Regions from separate parts of the Zea mays genome. Here region 1 is linked to region 2. A link is a contact called in public Hi-C data. All regions are on one chromosome and are shown on one strand. Each heading gives the region's core, a stretch centred on a gene start, on an enhancer-like site or on the middle of the called end of the contact. The rest is flanking DNA. Distances are from core to core; before and after follow the strand shown. Region 1 has its middle 5.9 kb from the start of MIR394a. Region 2 holds the start of LOC100502542 (putative geranylgeranyl pyrophosphate synthase 4).

What was found. Hi-C and Micro-C count contacts between places; a contact is called where the count stands out from the background.
Region 1: a contact with region 2 is called in a Hi-C map of tassel, with 2.8 times the contacts expected there. The contact joins the enhancer-like site here to the promoter of LOC100502542 in region 2. A contact is called at or near these places in 2 of 25 Hi-C or Micro-C datasets (ear and tassel).

Annotation. Positions count from the first base shown.
Region 1 is chr5:198,206,278-198,211,297 of Zm-B73-REFERENCE-NAM-5.0, reverse strand. No RefSeq gene overlaps it. Among protein-coding and RNA genes, the nearest start is that of MIR394a, 5.9 kb to the right of the region's middle. Within about 2 kb of position 3,542, at least 11 of the 20 cell types and tissues checked have an H3K27ac peak or open chromatin away from gene starts, as enhancers often do. A contact at or near this core is called in ear and tassel, where this site is marked.
Region 2 is chr5:198,022,596-198,028,172 of Zm-B73-REFERENCE-NAM-5.0, reverse strand. It overlaps LOC100502542 (putative geranylgeranyl pyrophosphate synthase 4), which reads left to right and starts at 3,190. Exons shown (of 1, transcript NM_001197013.1): 1 at 3,190-4,221. The coding sequence starts at 3,190. The coding sequence ends at 4,221. It overlaps LOC100304377 (Mechanosensitive ion channel protein 6), which reads right to left. Exons shown (of 5, transcript NM_001165815.1): 5 at 4,818-5,395. The coding sequence ends at 5,113.

The DNA.
Region 1 (5,020 bases), core at 2,293-4,792, 180 kb before region 2:
TACCGTGGCTCTGATCCGAGTCCGAAGATACCTGTTAATGTACTTTACTCCAGAAACATTGTTAAATTATATTTTTGAGGACCTTCGGAAGCCGAAGGCCCCCAACACCGTGCTTTGCTACGAGTTTTATATATCATATAAATAGGTATTGAGATATTTATTCAAATATAATTATTGTTTATTTCTAAACACTAAGGTACATGTGGTTTGGTGATAGCCCCAAATTTCTTGAGCAGGGGACACTATTTTTTATATAATTATAATTATTGTTCATTTCTAAACACTAAGGTATGTGTAGTCTGGTGGTAGCTGAGCGTGCGGGGTTGGCTCTAGCTTAGAGACGCGCGGGCGCTGACATGGGGCCCACATAGCGGGGTGCGTGAGGTGGGCCCAGCGTGGAGGGTGAAGCCGTGGTAGTACTAGGTGCCCACATTAGGTTCTTAATAGAGTAAGTATAGATAGGTATGAGATGAGTATAACTTCGTGAGAACGAGGATGAAGTGTTCAAACTAGTGCTGGGAATATGTGTCAGGCTTTTTGGGCTAGCATGAGCACGACCCAAAAAGATGAGCCCAAAGCACGATGTCGACACAAAATAATATGGACCAGGCTAGCACGGTCCAAAGGCGTCAGGCCTCAAATTCTGGCCTGTTGGACCCCCGACACGACCCGCACATATGGGTCGGGATTGGGCCGGCATGGCCCAATGAAGCCCGTGTTGTTTAATTAATTTAGTATATACTATGTTTAACAACTAGTACTCAGTTTGGCACGAAGCACGACACGACCTCAAAAGTTTTTACACTTCTAGTTGGCACGACATGGCTCAAAAGTTTTTTGAGCTTTTTAGACTAAACTCGTTTAGCACGAAGCACGAGACCGATATAATTCTCAGCACTAGTTCAAACCCCGATGAAGAGTTCCTTATTGACACCTACCGTTAGAGTCAACAAAGGGACATGGATAAGGGCACACACAACGAGGGCAAAGAAATCGCTAGCTATGTGACCTGTGAAACTGCGGAGCCGTGAGTGTTGTGGGAAAGTGAGAGAGATTTTGTTGAAAATGTATGAGACTAAAGGAGTGTTTGGTTTATAATACTAATTTTTACTCCAGATATTTTTTTCTATTTTAATCCCTGAATTTCTAAACACGAAAACTAAAACTCTATTTTAGTTTCCGTATTTGGTAATTAAAGGACTAAAATAAAATAGAATAGATTAAATAATAATTAATCTCTAAAACCAAACACCTCCTAAGCTAATGTTAATGGGTTTGGCGCGATGACCATTTTGCTCTCGGCCTAAGGACATGTATACTCTTGAGTACATATGGTGTTACATGGTAGTTACAATCCTGATCAAATCAGGGAGATAAGGGAGGTGTAGCTCCTAGAATCAAGGGGATGAAGCTACCAAAGATAGAATTATATCCTGCCATCTATATGGAGTACATACTATGTATAATAGTTTGTACTCATCCGCTGGTGCTACTTGATTACAGACTATTTAGATCCACATAACTAATATTTAAATGGCTAATTTTAGAATTTTTTAGCTAGCTAAAGGATAACCAATTAAATTTTAGCTAGGAATATTTAGATCCATAAGCTGAAGAATTGTTTATCTATCATACCCTCTCTTTCACCTCTCGATTACCTTCTCCCTCGTGTCTGACGCCTTCAGGGCATGCATAATCCTGAGCCTCTTAATCAGTTTTATCCTGCGCGTGACCGAGCGTGCACAAAAGAAGTCGTAGCGCGCGTGGGTCTGGGATTTGGACGTCGCTGCCCCTGAGTAATTGCATCGCTCGATGCGCTTCGTTTTCTTCGTCCCGTTGCAGCAACCAATCGAGCAAAAAAAGATGCGCTCAAGAGGAATCGAGCTTGAGACCTCCAGTCTAGAATGCCTCGGGAGGTGCTACAGCAACAAATCGAGCCTGATTGTTTTGGTGATATCAATGCACCCATATCCCTATTTAATAAAGGCAGACAGGGAAAACTCCATGATAATTAATCACTCCTTGGTATGCACAATCATGTCCTAAATGACTACCTTTACTGCATCGGAAGGAGTACAATCCTGAGCCTCTAAATTGGTTTTCTATGTAAAACAAACGGCTAAGACTTCATATGACACAATCCTAAGCCAATCGATCTAAATGTAGTTTAAGAGACAATATGTATAGAGAGATCGAATCTCCACAAAGAGAGACGCCTCACGTACTTTTTTATTTAGCCTTCTAATAACTCTATATTACATGGATTTTACATGCCCTCACTAGCGAGGGGAGCGCCACCTGATGGCTCATGATTTGGAGCGTCCTAACGATGGGAGCGGTAGGGGGCTTTCAACTAAATTTCTTTAGTTGAGTTTAGCTTGCATGTGTAGATCTAGAACACCTAAATATAGTCAGAGGCAGATCTGAAGGGGGTTGGAGGCTTCAACACTTCCTACATCCATGCAATGCAACTCCATCCCCTATATACATGCAACTCCATTAGAGAAAGAGATAGAGGATAGAGGGGAAGGAAGGAGGAAGAAGAGAGAAAAATGAGCCTCATATTCTTTTGGAGAAAGATGTGAAGGGAAGATGAGAAGGGAAGGAGAATAAGAAGAGTGAAAAAATAAACCCCTACTTCTTTAGTCCACATGATTTAGTCAATTTGATTTGTCCTAAGTCAATCACTATCAACCTATAATAGATTATATTGGATGTTTTATAAAGTTTAAGATGACTTGAACTAACATAATATATAATTCTTTTAGTTTAAAATAATTTAATATTAAATATATATATTGTTGGTTAAAGTTAAAATAGTTTGACCTAGAACAAATTCAAAACGATTAAATCATGTTGCTAGAGGGAGTACCAACTTATATTGTCTCCGTCATGGTCACTAGAAAATCAGTCCCTCTAGCCCATTTCCATAGTTAGCTAAAATTTAGTCAATGGCCTTCGTCTAGACTTGTGTTTAGTTTCTAGATACTAATTTTTAGTCACTCAATTTTATTTCATTTTAATCCATAAATTATTCAATACTAAAACTAAAACAAAGTTTTATTTCCTTATTTGTCAATTTATAGACTAAAATAAAATATGATGAGTGACTAAAAATTAGTTTCTATAAAACAAGCACTCCTTATTTGATCCCTTTTGGTGCGCCCTAATCCACTGGGCATCCGAACAGCTTTTTCAGCGAGACTAGACGAAACGTGCCGGTCTGATGCGATTACATGTCAAGATCGATTCGCCAAGAACGTCCCGGTTCCCAAAAGTCCACACATGCCTATCAGCTTTTCCACCGAGAAAAGCTCCAATCTTGCAGCAGTATAGTAGTGGTGCGCAGCAGACATCCCGGAATTTCAACAGCAAAGGCGCAAGGCCAATGCAACTGTAGTTCACTGCACTGTACTATCAGAGCTGCTGAGCTGCAGTAGCAGCAGACGAGGGGAGCAGCAAATGGCATAATGACGCATGCAGCGGTGTGGTCTGCGGGTGCTGGGCTCCGCCTCCGCCGCACCTCCCGGATGGCATCATCGATCACGGGCTCATCACGGCCGGCGCCGCCCCCGCTGGGTCGGGTGTCGCGCTATACAGTACGCTCCACTGTCTCGTGCTCCAGCCGGCTACTACCTCATTCGATCGGGCACGAGATCCCTCGGCCATCATCGGGGAGATCTTTTGGTGTGATATGAGCTGACCCTTGTCGCCGTCTTTGTGCGGTCGCGCAAGCCATTTCTGCGCGCGGCAGGGCCAGGTTCGATCCATGGCCGGCCCGCTTGTTGACGAAGGCTGCTGCTGCCTTTGCCTTTTCAGAGACAGCCTGCAGTTTTGAACACCTTGATAGCTACGGCGCCCAAATCTTTTGCTCCCCAAATTCTCAGCATTTCTCTATGCGTGATTGATCGCAGGGTGGGGCGACTGGTGCGCCTGCTCCTACTAGCGGAGTACCGGGGCTGCTTACTTCATATTAAAGTCAGTTTTCCTGTTCGTACTGCGACTCTTGCAGCTACAATCTATTTAGACAAAACACTGAGCAAAAGACCATATGTATTAAAGTCAAACAAAGATTAGTAAGTTGCTATATTTTACATATATGTTTAAATATAAAGTATAAAATACAAAATGTGAATCATTATAAATGTAGAACCAACAACCAAGATTAAATAAAAAAAAACATGTTATAAATATAAAAACGCTAAACATAATTCAAATGGAATATATATGGCAATGAGGGGGAGAAGCTGTACGGAGGTTGGGAGGAGCATAATTGTATAGTACTGTATACACCAAAGACCGAAAGGTGTCAGTCTTTCATAATTAGTTCTGCATCCGTTCAATCTTGGCCATGCCCATAATGATTTGGTTCCCATGGCGCCCTGATCATCACACTACTCTATGCATGCTTGACACGAAAGAACATACAAAAAGATATATAGTAGCACCCCACGCTAGTAGACCTGTAGACCAGCACATCTCCATGCACCACTTTGCATTTCAGAGAAAAAAAGACTGAACTGAAACAAGCATGACCTGAGTAATTAAAAAGTGTTAGGTAGATGCCTAGAGATCCTAGACGCTTTTAGCCTGATCTTTATTGCTTTTTGGATTCTTGCTATTGCTAATCTGTGCTGCAACCTTAATCTTTTTCCACAGCAAGCAGTCCAGAAATTCATTACAATTTGTTCGTCATATTATTATCCAAAGTACGTTTAAGCTGAACAAACTAACTACTCCCATTACGATGTTAGTCAGGCAGATTGATGGACACAAAGTCTTGATCAAAACATTTATGTTGTTGTTGTACAAACCCTAATATATAACAGAATCTATGTAATTGTGGTGTGTTCTACACGGCACAGGGAACACAACATCAGCAGAGCATACTGTAGTCAGCTACAGGTACTGGAAAACAACAATGAAAATATAGGGGGGGCAACCTTTTACTTCTTGAGTCCATAAACTAATAATCCAGATAGTGAACATATGGACATGGCTTTCAGACACATACTGAACT
Region 2 (5,577 bases), core at 1,941-4,440:
AGCAGTCAAAGAGTAATCTCGAAGACCACACCAAATCAAACTGTGCCTTATATTTGGGCATGTTTGCTTCTGATTTAAGCGGGTGTTTGGGGCTTTGGGCTGCAGCTGATTGAATAGCCCAGCCGGTCAGCTGCATGCCTGCAGCCTATCCTGCTTAGTGCAGCCTCTTCTCTCTGGCTGTATCTGCTGCTGACTTGGTGCAGCTGCTACGGTGTTGGTGGGATGGCTACTGCAGCTGGAACCAGCTCGACCGAACAGGATGACACTGTTTCTAGCAATGCTAATAGTGATAACCAACAGTCTAGCACAATGTGTCACCAGGTAGCAATGATAATAGTCATAACTAGCAGCCCAGCATAATGTGTCACCAGGTCGATGTCTAGTTTGCTCTACTAAGAATTATTAAGTAGTACATTCTGCCCAGGCCCAAGATTAACTTTTTTTCATCATAACTTAGTATTAAGTAGCATTGGAGCAAAACAGCTGAATCAACATTCATAATTCTTGCTTGTAATGTGTACATAGATCGGCACTCAGTTCAGAGATAAAATAGTTCAGTATGTCCACTCCATTATTTCCAGTAATCAAGGCAGGAAGATGTTTGTGAAATTAACTATGAAAATGGATGAAAGCATGGAGCTGATTGGAATATTTCCAGGGTTACAAGTAAATTCTTACAGAAAATCTAATGCATCCTGATAGTTCAAATTGCACAATGAGGGTAAAAGAAAGAATACGGAAGATAATTTGATTTGTTCCAAATAAAAAGTTTCAGTCTAGAGGGCATAATTTTTTCCTGCTTCATAAGGCTAAACAATTTGAATTATGATACAATTTATGAATGGATATTCAATTTGGTGCCAAGGCTTTGTCAAGCTTCAAGCATCTTATCCAGCATTCAAAAAAATGAAACTAATTCATTTGATACCATAAGAAGATTAAAGTTTAGTCAACTGTTTGTAGTGTTTGGTACAGTGTTAATATGGCAATGAGAACTGACTCTTTCCAGTCCTTTCAAGTAGCTTTTGAAAAATGATAACAACAGACCCATAGGTTTGTTCTCATAGGCAGTTCTGCATGCCTAAAATTATCAGACAGAACAAATCCAAGTCTCCAGCTGCAGTGCAAGTTCAGGCCCTAGCATCAAGTTTGCCGCAATTCCATCCAACTAAGTCAGGTTCCTTATACCCCTAAAAAATCATAACTGGTTATAATGAAATATAGTGAATGTAATGAGCAGTTCCTAAGGGGTTAATATATCAAAAACCACTTGAAGAAGCCTATGTATAGATTAAGTTGTATGTTCCTTTAAGATCAAATTACTCACCGTATGCATTAGCAATATCATTGGTACTCCTAAAAGTTGCCACGATGATGATGCACATGACCATTAGAAACCAATTCATCACATGTATGTAAATCTGGCCCATCACTTTCTTGGAAGTATGGATTATCTTAATTCTAGGGAAGTAGCGCTTTATGCAAGAGAATGTTGCAGATATCATAGCTTGGCTGGCAATCGTAGCTGCAAAGGGTAGCAATCACAAATACTGGCCAAAATAAAACCCATGCATTGCATATTCAAAATTTAGACTTAAAAGTTGAATGCAAAAAACATTTAGAATTCTCGAGGGCAAAAAAACTTTACCTGGTACAGACTCATAGAATGTAGATTTAAAAACTTTATTCTCGATGGTGGATCTCGCTGAAGAAGGATCTGTTGTGGTGCGGCATGTGTAAACTCACCCGATGTGGCCGTGCGGTTCGCGGCGGAGCGGTCGCAGCGGGCGTTGCGGGCGTGCGGAGCGGTCGCGGCACACATGCGGGCGCTTCGCGGCGGGGTTCGCGGCGGGCGTGCGGAACGGTCGCGGCGGGGTTAGCGGCTGGCAGGCGGGGGTAGGGAGGCGGGGGCAGTCTACAATAAGCTCTTAATAGTTAGTAGAGATTCATGGTCAACTCACATCAACCAATGCATTTAACCCTTGACACGAGATGAGATATCAAAATCTGGCTGACTGCTTATCACATTAGTCATTACACAGTTTATGCTCCCGAGTCAAAACATGGAATGTAAATATGGTCAAGAAGAGATTATGCTTGCTGTGACTACTACGCCAAGAATACAAACTTCAGTTAGATCTGAGTTTGGCCCTGGCTCGTTCTCACAAGTCAGATCCGAGAGAGGATGACAACTAAATAATTCACGTTTTAGTCCCAACTATGTAAAGTCAATATTAGCTCATTTCGATGCACCCAGCACCGGGGAGCTCGGGAAGCTGAACAAAAAACACGATACAAACCAACCACACCACCACTCACAGTACAGAGAGGCACCCCGCTGTCGAGACCCCAAGCCCTGGCAGCTCCAGCCTCTATGGAACCCAAGCACCGCCATCCGCCGCGCGACCCTAGCACGTACGGCACGGGATCTCTCCGCAACCCCCAACCCCAGACGACCTAGATCCGGGACTTACTGGAGCGTGGGGACGATGCTGGAGGGGTGCTTGGACAGATCCACCGGCTGGCTGTCCTCGAGCCCCGGCTCCGCCATCTGAATCACGCACGCAACCTCGGTGGCTCCGCCCCGCGAATCCGCGCCGAATCAGAGGCCTAAATGGTGGATCCCGCTGAAGAAGGATCTGTCCGATGTGGTCGTGCGGTTCGTGGCGGAGCGGTCGCAGCGGGCGTGCGGAGCGGTCGCGGCGGGCATGCGGGCGCTTCGCGGCGGGGTTCGCGGCGGGCGTGCGGAGCGGTCGCGGCGGGGTTAGCGGCCGGTAGGCGGGAGCAGTCTACAATAAGCCCTTAATAGTTAGTAGAGATTTAGGGTCAGTTTGAGAATCCTATTTTTCCAATAGATTTTTATTTTTCAAGTGAAATTAGTTTATTTTTTCTTAGAAAAATAGAAATCTCTTGGAAAAATGAAGTTTACAAACCAGCATTTAAAAAATATTATAACATATAGTGGAGTGCTGGAGGCTAATAGTGTCTATTTACCGTGAAACCATAAACTAGACACCATGCGTGGGCGTGGCACAGTCATTATCAACGTAGCGTTGCGCCATACTTGTTGTATCAGACCCACTCCACTATGGCTAGTCCGCTAGTACCAGCCCATTTGGCCGTCACCGCGCACCCAAGTTCAGCAAACCACATCCGAAACCCTTCGATCCTCCCAAATTCTCCACTGCCATGGCTCTCTCCTCCCTCTTCATCACCCTCCCCATCCCCAATGTCCCTTCCCCCAAACCCCGCCGCATGCTCACCTCCCGGGCATCCTCCGATGCTCCCGCCGCCTCTGCTTCCTTTGACCTGCGCCGCTACTGGACCTCTCTGATCGCCGATGTGGAGTCCGAACTCGACGCGGCGATGCCCATGCAACCTCCGGAAAGCATCCACTACGCCATGCGCTACGCGGTGCTCCCGGGCGCCGGCAAGGAGGGAGCCGCCAAGCGGGCGCCCCCCGTGCTCTGCGTCGCCGCGTGCGAGCTCCTCGGCGCCCCGCGAGCGGCCGCACTCCCGGCCGCCGCGGCGCTGGAGATGCTCCACGCGGCGTCGCTCGTGCTCGTGCACGACGACCTGCCCTGCTTCGACGCAGCACCCACGCGACGCGGACGCCCATCCACGCACGCGGCGTACGGCACCGACATGGCCGTCCTCGCGGGCGACGCTCTCTTCCCGCTGGCCTACACCCACGTCATCTCCCACACCCCGTCCCCGGACCCGGTCCCCCACGCCGTCCTCCTGCGCGTCCTCGCGGAGCTCGCGCGCGCTGTCGGATCCACCGGCATGGCGGCCGGTCAGTTCCTCGATCTGGCCGGTGCTACCGCCCTTGGCGAGGCCGAGGTCATGCAGGTCCTGACGAAGAAGTTCGGGGAGATGGCCGAATGTTCCGCGGCCTGTGGCGCCATGCTCGGTGGGGCCGGGCCAGACGAGGAGGCCGAGCTGCGACGCTACGGCCGCACCATCGGCGTCCTGTACGAGCTTGTCGACGACATCCGGAGCGCATCGGGAAACGGCAAGATGAGGAGCAACGCTAGCGTCCTGCGCTCCCTGGGGATGGACCGCGCGCTTGGCATTGTGGAGGAGCTCAAGGCTCAGGCCAAGACAACGGCTGACAGGTTCGCGGAAAAATACGGCGATCGGGTGCTGCCCTTGTACAGCTTCGTGGACTACGCGGTGGAGAGGGGGTTTGAGCTACAGGATGCAGCGGCAACTCCATAGTCCGTAGAGTGGGAGATGGCAGATGCTACTGAACATTGGAGTTGGAGGCTTCGAACTAATGAGATAGTGTATGGTCCAGGAATTTGGTGAGAGCTTTGTCTGGCATAGGTCTAATCCCTCTTTTATCTAGGTGTTCTGAAGCTCGAATTAGGGAGGAGATTCATATGGAGAATTTTTATCCCGGCAATAGATGTTTAGAACTTCGAAATTGGGTTGGCGTTTGCAGCAAGTTAATAAAACAAAATGGGACTAGATGGACGGAAAAGGTCTCACTTCAAGCTTATACAAATACTCTTGGCGTTCTGCTGTTTAAGTTTGGATGAATTCACCACAACGGTGGATAGATAGATAGATAGGTTAATCTCTTAGATGAAACTTAAAACGAATGATAAATAAATGTGGGGGTTCACCGTTCACCTCGACAAACCTAATTTCCTGAATTATGATTCTTCGTTGCCGATGTCGCATCCATCAAGCACATTCCATCCATTCTGCTTTGGCGCCTGGCCAGGCCGAGAGCATCTCCACAGCGGTCAGCCATGACCGCAACTGGGAATCAGGCAGGTTACATTTGCATACACATTACCATGTCATCTCCTTCAATTGCTTCTCTTTCCAAACCATCATTTCCCCATCAAATGTACAGAAAATTATCATCACGCAAGAGAATACAGTAATTACAAGTTGCACAAGTGACGACTGCAGGCACAGCTAACAGCTTTCTACATGCTAGCTAATATGCTACTATTCTCTACCTCTAATATTTGCTACCAAGCACCTGCAGCTTAATCCGCTTGTGCTACCACCAGTTCTTGCAGCTTAAGACCACCAAATCCATAGCAAGTCCGCATCTGCAACGTCACGGCCAAATGGTCCGGCCCTGTCACTGATTCACGAATAACTCCATGTTGTAGGCATCCTTGTGGACTGAATTGGAGGAGCATTCCGAACATTCACATCAAGTGGCAGCATCCGATACTCAATCTCGAGGTCCTTCAGGACTTTGATCATCTCCTGGAGCACTAGCTCTCGCCTGACGAACCGCATACCCATGTCCTGGAAGTTGAGCGTGTGCCGCAGCCATATTGACACTTTCAGTTTGTTGGTGTCATCGACGTCCCGGAGTACAACCATCGCACCCGGGTACCAATGTTCCTTCTTGTTGTCAATGTAGCTGGGAATACAAGTGGAACTGATCATTAGTTTCTGTGTAACAAAACAGATTAAATCATGTATGCTTTGATGAACTGTAAGATCTAGCTGCAAACTATGTCAAATACATGGACTCCACTTGAAAATTATTTGTTGGCTTTACACTGACATTAATACTTTTACCTTGAAATGTTTTCATATAAA